Regions from separate parts of the Columba livia genome. Here region 1 is linked to region 2. The links are chromatin contacts, called in public Hi-C maps. All regions are on one chromosome and are shown on one strand. The core of a region is the stretch at or near the end of the contact, and the rest is flanking DNA. Distances in the headings are between cores, read along the strand shown.

Evidence for each region. Hi-C and Micro-C count contacts between places; a contact is called where the count stands out from the background.
Region 1: a Hi-C map of crop shows a contact between it and region 2, with 2.4 times the contacts expected there. The contact joins two enhancer-like sites. A contact is called at or near these places in 2 of 2 Hi-C or Micro-C datasets (crop and liver).

Annotation. Positions count from the first base shown.
Region 1 is chr6:24,004,031-24,009,792 of bColLiv1.pat.W.v2, reverse strand. All of the region lies in intron 1 of LRMDA (leucine rich melanocyte differentiation associated), which reads right to left. Among named protein-coding and RNA genes, the nearest start is that of ZNF503, 8.0 kb to the left of the region's middle. Within about 2 kb of position 4,487, at least 3 of the 3 cell types and tissues checked have an H3K27ac peak away from gene starts, as active enhancers do.
Region 2 is chr6:23,879,287-23,884,817 of bColLiv1.pat.W.v2, reverse strand. No RefSeq gene overlaps it. Among named protein-coding and RNA genes, the nearest start is that of LRMDA, 110 kb to the left of the region's middle. Within about 2 kb of position 2,312, at least 2 of the 3 cell types and tissues checked have an H3K27ac peak away from gene starts, as active enhancers do.

The sequences.
Region 1 (5,762 bases), core at 3,238-5,737, 120 kb before region 2:
AATGAGAAGTTCAGAAGCAATTAGGGAAGCACTGTTTGATCTCATCCAGTTATTTTCAATTTCTTTCTTCAGTTCGTACCGCAGCACAAACGATCATCATGTTAAAAAAAATGGACTGCTCTGAGAACTACTTTTCTTTCAAAAAGGAGAGGAAGGGGAAAGACAAAAGAAAGTCTATCAGTTCTTTGGTCCGAGTTTGCTCTCTCCTGAAGCGCAGTGCCAAACTCGACGTGATGCTGAGGGGCTGCCCCTGCCTACACCGCGTCTTTGCCTCCCCAGCCCGGGTTTCCCAGCGCACAGGGCCACCGCCCGGCTCCGACTCGTCGCTCTGCACTCAGGTAGGTGCGGAGGCTTCAACGGAAAAGCCAAATCGGCTACCAAAACTGCGGAACAAACCGTTGCCGCCGGGATCAGACGGAAAAGGGATACCCAAGTCCGTAAAGGCGACGCTGGCGAAGGGCTTTGCTCCCGCGATCTGCCAGGCGCTTGCGAGGAGCAGCTCGGGTGGAGCCGAGTACCTGCTGCCCCTCGCACAGACCCGCTCCCTCCGCCGCGGGCTGCCCTTGCCCCGGCCCCAAAAAGACGCGCTGGCAGGGGGAAAAGTTGCAAGCGGCGACTCTGCTTGATAAATCACTGGGGTTTCTCTCTTGTTCTGTATCCCCCACAATATAATTACTGTTCAAAGTTTCCCGTGGTGCCCAGATGCTAATTAGTCTAATACGTTTACTCCAGATAATTAGTGGAAGTTAGCGTTAATGTGCAAAGGAGAGAAAAGCAGCAAGCTAATGAAACTCAAGTACTCGCCCGGGCGCCCCGGTACCCGCAGCCGGGCGCCTTGCCGGGGCCGGGCCTGGCACCGGGATGCAGACGGGGACGCGGGACCGGCGGGTGCTGGGCCGCGCTGCGGCTCTTTTGGGACGCTGATCCAAAAGCGGCACGGGAAATGTTTTGTGCTTTAACCAAATGTTTCCCACCCCTTAAATGGGAAAGGGACCATCGCGTATCTCTGCTTTAAGGAGTGTAAAATGAGCTCTCGTTATGAACTGATGAGTTAGCGAACGCGAGAGGAGGGCAGTACTGTTAACCGTACCAAGTAAACGTTAATAATAAAATAGGAAGCGGATACAAAGCAGCGAGTAATCGGAAGAAGGGCTTTGCGGGTCGGCGGTGGGCGTGATGGTGGTGGAGGATTTATCAAGAGAGTCCGAGAAAGGCAGAATAAGCTCGCAGCCCTCTCCCCACGCCGCACGCCCCCCGCCCTCTCCGCAAGCGCTGCCAGCCTGCCCTCCCCACTTCGCTGTTTTAACCATCCCTTAATTCAAGGAGAAATACATTTCAGGCTCTATCTGAGCGTGCAAGCAACTACTACAGATTCGCCGCGATAACAAAAAAACAAAACAAAAAAAACCAAACCAAAACAAAACAAAACAAAAAAAAAAACAAAACCAAAAAACAAACTAAATAAAAAAAAACCCAAACAAAACCCACGCCACTACCACCACCGCACACACTCCTCTTATGTTCACGTATTTTACAATTACAGATCTCTAACAGCTGCAGCTCGGACTTCGCTAGTTAAACCCCGTCAGCAATCAGGTGTTGCGGGGGCTGTTTTCAGAAGAGCGAGCGAGGCATTTTCTGTCTGGGAGCCCGAACTGCAGTTTTATGAATTTCAGCTCTGGAAAGTTATACACAAAGATTTTGATGCAAGTGATGAAATGAACACTTAAAGTTATTATTACTGTTTTGCTCAGTCACTGTCGCCAAGATTAATGAAAAATTAAAATAGCTTATTTTATATGTAGAGTGGTGGTAAGGAGGTCTCTCTTCCAGGTTTGTTAAGTATTTGACCTGGCAAGTGTCACGTAGTATTTTGATATTAATCTAGCAAATTTGCCTTTTTTCTTTTTCCTTTTTTTTTTTTTTTTTTTTTTTTTTCCTCCTAACAGAGATTGACTTATGGACATTAAGGTTTTTAGGTAAAAGGAACTGCATTTGTTATTTGCCCACCCCCCCCCCCCCCGTTCTTACTAACTGGATGGGTTGTGGAGTTGACAGCAGCCGCTGGTCCATGCCACCGAACTAAAATAATTTCACAGTGAAAAACCAGCTCGAGAGGACAAGCAACAGAAGGGCAAAACCCATCAAAACCCAAAACTCCGATCAATCTGACCAGAGTCAGGCATACATTAGTTTAAATTAAACACTTTCATCGTTCTCACAAATCTTTTTTGAACATTAAAGTTAAACTCATGTAATATTTAAATCAACTCTTGTCAGATGCTAAGTGCAACGGAAGAACCAAAATAAAAATTAATGCATTTTCATCCCCTCTCGAAGGCTTACTCTGGATTCCACTTCGACAAAGTACTTCTGATAAGCAACACTTAGAAAAGAAGGGTTCTGTTTATCTTATCTATGGGGAAATGTAATTAAGCTGGTTTTATGAAACAATAAAACACCAGACTCCACAGACAGCAAAGGGGTTTCTGCAATATATCTGAACCTATATGGGTATATGCACCTTGGCTTATGCGTACAAGTCCACACCAAACACACACATATATGTTTGCTTGCTTAATTTTAGAATGCAAAATATTTGCCAAAGCTAAAATACAGTGATGCCTTTACGACGGGAAGATTTTCCTCAGCGATAAGAGGCTCCATTTCCTAAGACTAGCACGTCAGCCGCTGCCCATGCGGTACCTTTGGAGCTCCCCTCAGCGCAGGCAGCAAGGTACGGGCAGGGCGGCGAACGGGGCTGAACCTCCGCTCTCTAATTCGAGGTTTGTCATCAACTGCCCACATTGACAACCGAAATCACCCAGGCAAGTGGAGTCATGGAAGGCCCAGGCTTTCCGACACAGAAGTAAATGTGCATTCCTATTCCTTAAAAACATCGATCAAAAGTCAGTTTTTCATCTTTAGAAAAGACGGAGAGAAACGCTGCCTTGTATTAAGACTGTTGGCTCTCACTAGAGACTTTCAGTAGAGCGCCGTTAAGGTTTGTTTTGTGTAGGGCTTTTTGTTTGTTTGTTTGTTTAAGGAACGAATCTACAGTTGGAAAATCGCTGGAGTTACAAGCATCGAATCTCCTTTCCATCCAGATTTTGGGTATTTCTAACGCCAAGCTGAGACCCCCACCCCACGGTTCTCTCTGCACCACGAAGCGCAGCCCGCACTGCTGCACAAGCAGACCTGCGGCAGGCAAGCGATCAGTCCTGATCGGAGGTGTCTAATCCCTGCTAAATCTCTCTGTCAACTCAGTCCTAGGAAATTCGGGGCAGACTACATTCAAGAAAAAAAAAAAAAAAAGTCAAATGTTGTTGCAGTGAAACATAAAGGTGTCAAAAGAAAAAAGACGGACCCCGAGCCCGTATGCTCCCACTTATTTGGAGATGGAATGCTTTGGCGGACACAGGGCTGAAATTTGAGGAGCTTATACATTCGAGCTTGTGCGTATATGTGAAAAGACTGTCCTAATGCTGGGTATTTCTCCATCAAGAGCAACCAGGTGCTGCTGCTGCAAAAATCCCACCTCCGGCCGTCTTGCTCTGTGCGTGTGTGTGCGCACACAGCGATGCACAGACTTTGTTCTCGCTTCATGTCTGAAATTCATCAGTCGCTCCCCCCTCCCAGCAATCCCGTCCCCATGTGAAAAAAGTAAATTCGTTCAGGCTTTGAATATTGTAAGAAGTCTTGTGTGTACTTTTTTTTTAAATCTTCAAATGAATTAAAGACAACCTGACAATGCTGTCATCTGTCTTCAACGTCACATCAAGGCAAGAAATAATGATAACAGAGCAGCAGAAAGACGCCCACTGAAACCTGGAGAATATATATACACACATATACACACACATATATGCCTTGAAACAGTTTGAAGGAACAAAATTAGATTACCATTCTTGAGCTATCACGGTAAGAATAAGTGGGATTTTATTTCTTTTTTTGGTAACTGCTTCGTCTTTCCTGCTTTATTTTGTGGAGCGCGTGCTCCTTGATCCAAGCCACTTCTGTGGAATGGGGCAAGACGACGAGCAGGCACATTCCTCGCTCCTCAACCACTACGACCAGTGGGAACACAAAAATACCTCCCCTCCCCCTCCACCGTTTCAGGCTCCCGTTCCAGTTAATAATACACGTTACTGCTTTCCTGAAGGGCAGGCCAGAGCGTGGCACATTTTGCGCGGACACCCACGCGGGGACCCGGTGCGGAGCAGCTCGGCCCCCGGGAGGGCAGAGGGGGCTGCGGCCCTTTGTCTCGGGGGCCCTGCGAGGATTGGTTCGCGCTCCCGCCCGCCAGGCGGCGCTGCCGCGCCCCGCGGCGCAAGGAGCCGCTGAGGCGCGAGCGGCCGCTCCCCGCGAGGGCCCCGTGACAGCCGCGCGACCGCCTCCGCGTGCGCGGCGCGGACCCGAGACACATCGCGCGCTCGGGCGGGGGAAGTGCTGATCCCATCCCAAGCACTGCGGGACAGACGGGTCCAGCCAGATCAGAACAGATAGGCCGAACCACACAAAAAACATGGTGGTGGCGGGCTCTCTCTCCGCTTCGGTTTGTTTTTTAATCGCGCTTGTAATCTCCTTCACTCTGAAGGGTAAATAAATTGCAGTTGTACGAAAAACAATTGGTGCTACATGTGTTCATAACAGATGGGATCTTATCACAGTTTAACTGTAATAAATTCTGACTTCTGGAAATTGTAATCTTTACTCTGTGTTCGATGTCTCGTTTCTGCTGTAATAACAGGCCCGCGAACTTGTGCGAGCAAGCAGAAAAGTTTCCGGTGCTCGCGTTGCTCCGCAGCCTCTTCCCCATCGCGGGTCTTACGAAGTTCCCATGAAAACGCATCCGAAAAATCAAAAGGGAGAGAAAACGCCGGCTCACAGGGAGGCAAACAGAGGGTCCATCCCTCGTTGGGTAACATTATTTACCAAGGGCAATCATATAGCCCTTAACATACACGCAGAAACACTAAGAACGAGCTCTCCGCGTGGCGAAGCCTGGCGAATGACAGATCACGCTTGGCTTGGAGAAGACAGAAAACGTCAGAAGCAGAAATGCACCCCCCAAGGAAGCCAAGACCAAACTTCAGATCAATCCTCCTGCGCCTCAGATCACGAAACTAAAAAATAAATTTGAATAACCACTGAAAGGACAAAATTATAACAATGAATTGTCCATATTAACTGAGGCTGCGGGACTAATTATTTTCACCATCTCGTCCTTCCTATTACTGTTTATCAAGTCGCAGGATAAACACTTGTAAATCCATTACATTTCCACAAATCCTTTCGCTGCTTTCTTTTTGGCCAATGCTTTCGCAACATTAATTGATTTTATTGTACTTTCTGAAGTCACTGCATATTAAACTCAAGCAAGTCTGCTCTGAAAACAGTTTTTTTCCATTGTCATATGGAACCCGTGAACGGGTATTACTGAAGCTACTGCAGACTCTGGTCTCTCTTTTCCCCTGCTGTGATCTTGATGGCAAATGTGAACTGCAGATTATAAATTTCTAATAATCTGCCATGATACAGAAAGCAGCCCCGTTATCGCTGCTGAAAAATTAGTCTAAATCCAAAGGGGGGCTGGTAGCATGAAATGCTACTGGGTGATCGAAATCAAACAAACTAAGAAACAGTTCACAAGTAATTTACGTGACTGGCAGTAGTTATTTTTAGGAAAGGATTTTTGGTGTATAACTAGAAGTTTAATGCAATTTAGAAGCGAGTATAAGTGCTCCAGGTTCTTCAAACCC
Region 2 (5,531 bases), core at 1,063-3,562:
GGAGAGAGAGAGATCAATTACCCTTCAAGGTAATGTGTTCTATCCAGAAGTGCAAAGTCTGTCCTGGTGGCTCCCTGCAAAGTAATCCATCTGTTCCCCACAAGTACAGAGATACTTACTACTAAGAATTACCAGCCTCTCACTGCAGAAGCAATGTTACTGGGGGCTCAGTAAATGGGCTTCAGCATATGGTCATCTAAGAATCATAGAAAGAATCAGTCATATCCCCACAAAGAAACATTTGCTAGCTCAGCATGATGATCAGCAATGTTTTGTTGTCGTGCAAGGTGTATTGTTTTTTCTTTTTAAAGCTATACGCCATGCTGGGCTATAATTCCTCCCACATGACTTTCTACACCAAACTGGGGAGCTAAATTAGGAAGGGGTTCTGTTTTAGTCTGCCTGCATAATCAACGGATGGAGACACATGGGCCGAATTGCCCTCTGGAGGTGCATATCACTTTCCAGCATCAATGGGAGAGCTTCGGGTGATTAGGTACTAAATTAGGTGCCTCAGTTCTATGCTTAAAGTCAGGTGGCTCAAATCCAGCAGCAACTATGCTTCTTCTCCCATCCTAAACTGGTGCATCCTGTTGCTACATGTTGCAAAACAAATGTCAAATACTAACAGGTTTGGTGGAAGCTATAACAGTATAAAGGCTGGGCTCTGGATCTAAACCTAGGGTACTATTTTTATGACAGAAATCCAGCTGACTGTTTTGTATATCCTTTAACTTCACTCCTTCAACTATGCAGTGCAGCATAACTGGACATATCGTGTGAGATTATTTTCACTTTTCTTGGAAGCTTCACCTAGAACTAGCCACTACTGGAAGCAAGACAGCAAATTTGCTAAGCCAGCTTGCTGCTCTGGTACAGTAAATCAGCTGTTCCTATGGCAAGTAGTATGTGTGTGTGTGTATGTATGTGTGTATATATACATATATGTAGATATATTATTTTTTCTTCAGTGCACAGTACAAGGAAAGGATGACTCAAGCTGAGTTTCACAGGTGAAGTTCAGATGAGTTCAGATCTGTTCAAGCCCTCTCAGTGTTCCCATATGCTTGACTCAACTCCAAATATTTAATTGTCAGCTCCAAGCAAAAACTTCCAAAGCAGCAGCAGAGGATGGGATTTGTGAACTCTGCTTTCCAGCACTAAGCACTTGAGCACTTTTTTTTTTTTTATAATCTGTCATTTGTACTTTTTCATACTAAAGGTGACAGTCTAATTCACATATGACCAACACCCATAAATCATGTTGGGGGGAGGAAATATTCATAAATCCATATCAAACAGCACCCAAATTATGACAAATGACATGGCAGTCATAAAATTGCACAAGCACAACTCACCAAGTCATTAATTTCATGGCCGTGGAAAATAAACAGACACATTTTTTTCGCAGCCCTAATAAATTTTAAAAAACTCAAAGAATGGTCCATCTGCTTCGAATAATTTTTAATTTCCTATTCTGTCTCGTTCCCATTAGCTATTCCACTGAGATATTTGCTAAATTCTTTCATTTGCCTCCTCCCATCTGTATTCAATTACTCTATTCCCAAATAGAGTTAGTTTTTCTTTCTCCTAAGCACAGTACAAAATATCCCCACCTGTACCTTAAAGCAAATGTTATGTGTGTTTTATTATCTGTTAGACTCTATGAGTCATTCTAACTCGATTGCCTGTGCTGAAAGACTTGGAGGGCAATCTGATTTTGATGTTTTCTGGCTTTGGTGAAAAACACCTGCCTGATTCTCATAGCTAATCTATTAACTTGGTAAATGCCTCAACAGATGTTCTAGAATCAGCTAGGGATCAGGGTCTGTCCTCGTGACAGCGTCTGCTTGTAAGCTTGAAATATTTAAATGTTCAGAGATCAGAGGCCAATGATGTGTTTTGGGTACAAGCTTTCACTAAATCATATTTTTTCAGTCAGTCCCTGGAGTGCAATCCACATACAATAAGTGGCTGGAGCATTCTGACTGAGCAGGCCAACAATACAGGCCTCCTTGAACTTTGAAGGGACATGAATTTCAAGGCAACATTGGCTTCTTTTATTGAAAAATGGAACAAATTTTAGACTGTGCTGAAGCTGTTCCCTTTTAAGCTACAAGTATTTTTTCCAGTTCCTTTCCTTTCTGCCTAATGAAACCCATTAAGAAAGCATAAGCCTTGGCTTTGAGACCTGCCTTTCCAAGGATAACTTGACGTCTCTGAGGAACCTGCTCTAAGCTGTCATCCTCTGTTTGGGTCAATGCTGTTCTGCATGATTCACTTACTGTGTGCCCAATCCTCCACTTTGTTATGTTGGTTTTAAGCCAGGGTTGTTCCACTGACTCTAAGCCATTCCAGTCTATGATAGCCCCCGAAGGCTGCACCGACTGGCTGGGATCACTGGAGCAGAGCAATCCCTTGAGAAGGCTTTACTCCTCTCATAGGAAGGGTGGGAGAGATGCATGACATCAGTGTTAAGCCCATGTAGATTCCCATTTTGCAGGTTAAGGCAGTTTTCTATCCAGATAGTACCGCCAGAGCACCACAAATGAGAAAAGAAAGACTCACCACACAGAACACCACACGGCCACTGCTGCCCCATCTCTGCTTTCAGAAATGGCTCCTTGTCAATCAAAGCTGGACCTGAGTGGCTAAAAATGTTTATTACTTTCATGAGCATTTATATCATCTTGATTCTTGTAAGAAATGCTCAGGCTTGTAATAAAACATCCCAAATGACTCAATTTGAAGCTGCATGCTTCACTGGAAAAATTTTCTCAATGAGATCACATAAAAGGCAGAACTAGAAATCAGGACACTCTCTGACCTTCACTCACCACGTGATGCCGGTCACTTCACTTACCCTTTGTTTATTTTCACTTCTTTATCTGCTAAATAGGCTTCATCAATGCAAACTTACTTCACTGCTTTGAAGCTTAATTAGTTAATGTTTGCAAAGAGTTTTGAGATCAATACGGTATTATTACTAATGTACTCAAAATCTCATCTCTGCTGCTATTTGCTCTTGGAAGCTTGACAAGAAGGCTTTCACTGTTTCATGTCTTCAGCAATCCTCAGAAGCAGATCTGCTGTTAGAGCTCTCATATGAGTGATCAGCAGATGGAGTTGGAGGAGTGAGAAGGAAAATGACTGATTCATACTGCTATTGCTGTTACACACGCTGCATTCTGGAAGTCAAAATAAGAAAGATGAAGGGAGGGTTGAAAACAAATACTTAAGCATTTAAAGGAAGACACTGGAAGTACAGAGAACTGCTCATATGTTATCTAAAGTAATGGCATTTTTCGAAAGCATCCTTTTGGTGTAGCCATCTTGTTAGCCTTCAAGCCTGACGAGTTGGAGAAAGGTTCTAAATGTGAGATGAGGGAGAAGAAAAGAAAGGGTCACTGGAAACAGTGTTCCCATCTGAGGATCTATGACAAGAAGCTTCATTAAGGAATTGACCATAGTTTACCTAACAGGAACGGTTTCTTCCTCCAGTTTTCAGGCTGTATCTGTGCTGAAATCAAATCTACTCCTCTCCTGCCACCGAGAGATTAAAAAATGGAACTCGTTACTTGAAAGATACAATAACAAAGCTTGATTTTTCAAGTATAATCTCTGCAAAGTTCTCTTTATAAATTAGGCAGATAAGTATACTTGCTTATCACTTCTTGTCTGTTTTGACACTTAAAAAGTGGTTTATTTTTTTTTCCTAAAAACAAAAAAAAAAAACAAAAACAAAACAAAACAAAAAAAAAAAAAAAAACAAAAACAAAAACAAAAAAAAAAAAAAAAAAAGAAACAATGGGCCACATCCTGGTCCAGTCTTGCTGGCACAAGAGATGCCTTGATGTGAAGAACTAGCTAGGGACTGTACTGGCAAGAGAGAATGTCTGGATAAACGAGAGCCAACAAAGCCAATTTTAACCCACGTGCCTCTGTGCATGTAGAAAACTTGACACCAGAGATAGAAGTGATATGATAGAACAAGGGCTAATGGTTTTAAACTAAGATAGGGGAGAGATTGAGCTGGGCCTCTGAGCAACCTGATCTGGCTGAAGATGTCCCTGCTCATTGCAGGTAGGTTGGAGTAGATGACCTTCAAAGGTCTCTTCCAACCCAAACTATTCTATGATTCTATGATCAGTGCACGTTCCACAGGAACAAAACATGGCACATATAAACTTTTCCTTATAGCATGTGCAAGACTGGTATCTCCAGACTCAAGCATGGTTGCACATCTACACTACTCTTCTGCAAAGATTAAGATGTTGGTTCAGGATCCTCTCTAATCTAGAACACTTAAAAATCTTTTGTCTGCATTCTACACATATTTTCTTCAGTAAACATTTGAAAAAAAAACTACCTTCCAGATTAACACAAGAAAGAGAATACATTTTTCATACCAGATACATGCAGCTCCATTGACACAAGCTGCGTTGCATTTGTAGATCCTTTGGTACAAAAAGAGATACATACGTTATAAACCAAGAACAATTAAATACGATGTTATTATAGCCGTCCACAGCAGAGGGTGCTAAGATTAAAGAGAACTGACCATAGAGTTAACATCTGAGGCAACGGGAGCAGATTTACAGCAAGGAAGGAGATGGAGGTTTGTTGATTAGTGGAGTAATAAAAATGATGGTTGACTCTTCATGAATGCTACCTGTTGGTTTTTCTGAAATTCAGGCTTTTCATAAGAAAGGACGTACAACATTCAGAGCAGAAAATGAATCAATAATTTTTCTCAGAAACTGAATTTAAAGCACATACTAATAAAAACAAATCAGAACAAACAAGCACAGTGAATGTTTTCCTATACTCTGCCTTCTTTCCACCCAGAAGTCTTTTAATCAGCCTCAAGAAGATACGCTTATCTCATGCCAAAAGCAGCCTTAAATAAGTAAGAGCGGAAAATTCAGAAATACTTCTGCCAGCGAAACTGGTATTTGAGGTATTTGACTGATAGCTCAGCTTCTATTGTGTTTCAGTGAAAACACATACTTGAATTTAGAGCTGGGTAATGACATTATTGCGTTAAGCTTGTTATTCGAAAACAGACAAACTGCTCCAGAAATATTCTGCTACCAGACAAATGTTTGGCTTAATTTCTTCAGAGGTGACTGAACATGTCATTAGTCCCCCCTCCCTATACCTACTTACCCATCACTTTTCACAGACTATTAAATTTACTTGTGGGGCAGGATGAAGCAAAAGAGGGGACGAGGCAAGAGGTTGAATATCAACAGCTCTGAAGTATTTGTCCAAGGGCCTGGAAAACTCACAAGTTTGAAAAGGGACTATCAAGTCTTTGGCCGGTGAGTCGAACTGAACTCGGAGCAGAAACAAGTGAAAACTTTTACCCTTTGGTGAAATGTAGTGTCCTCTATCAGCCATCCACACAAAGCAAGCTCACCTTGATTATTTGCTCCTTCACCTACACCTCTGCAGAAAGCAGGCTTACCTCTCATTGAGCCCAGGAGCAGCAATTGGGATTCTCTCTCTGAAACACATAGGAAGCTGTC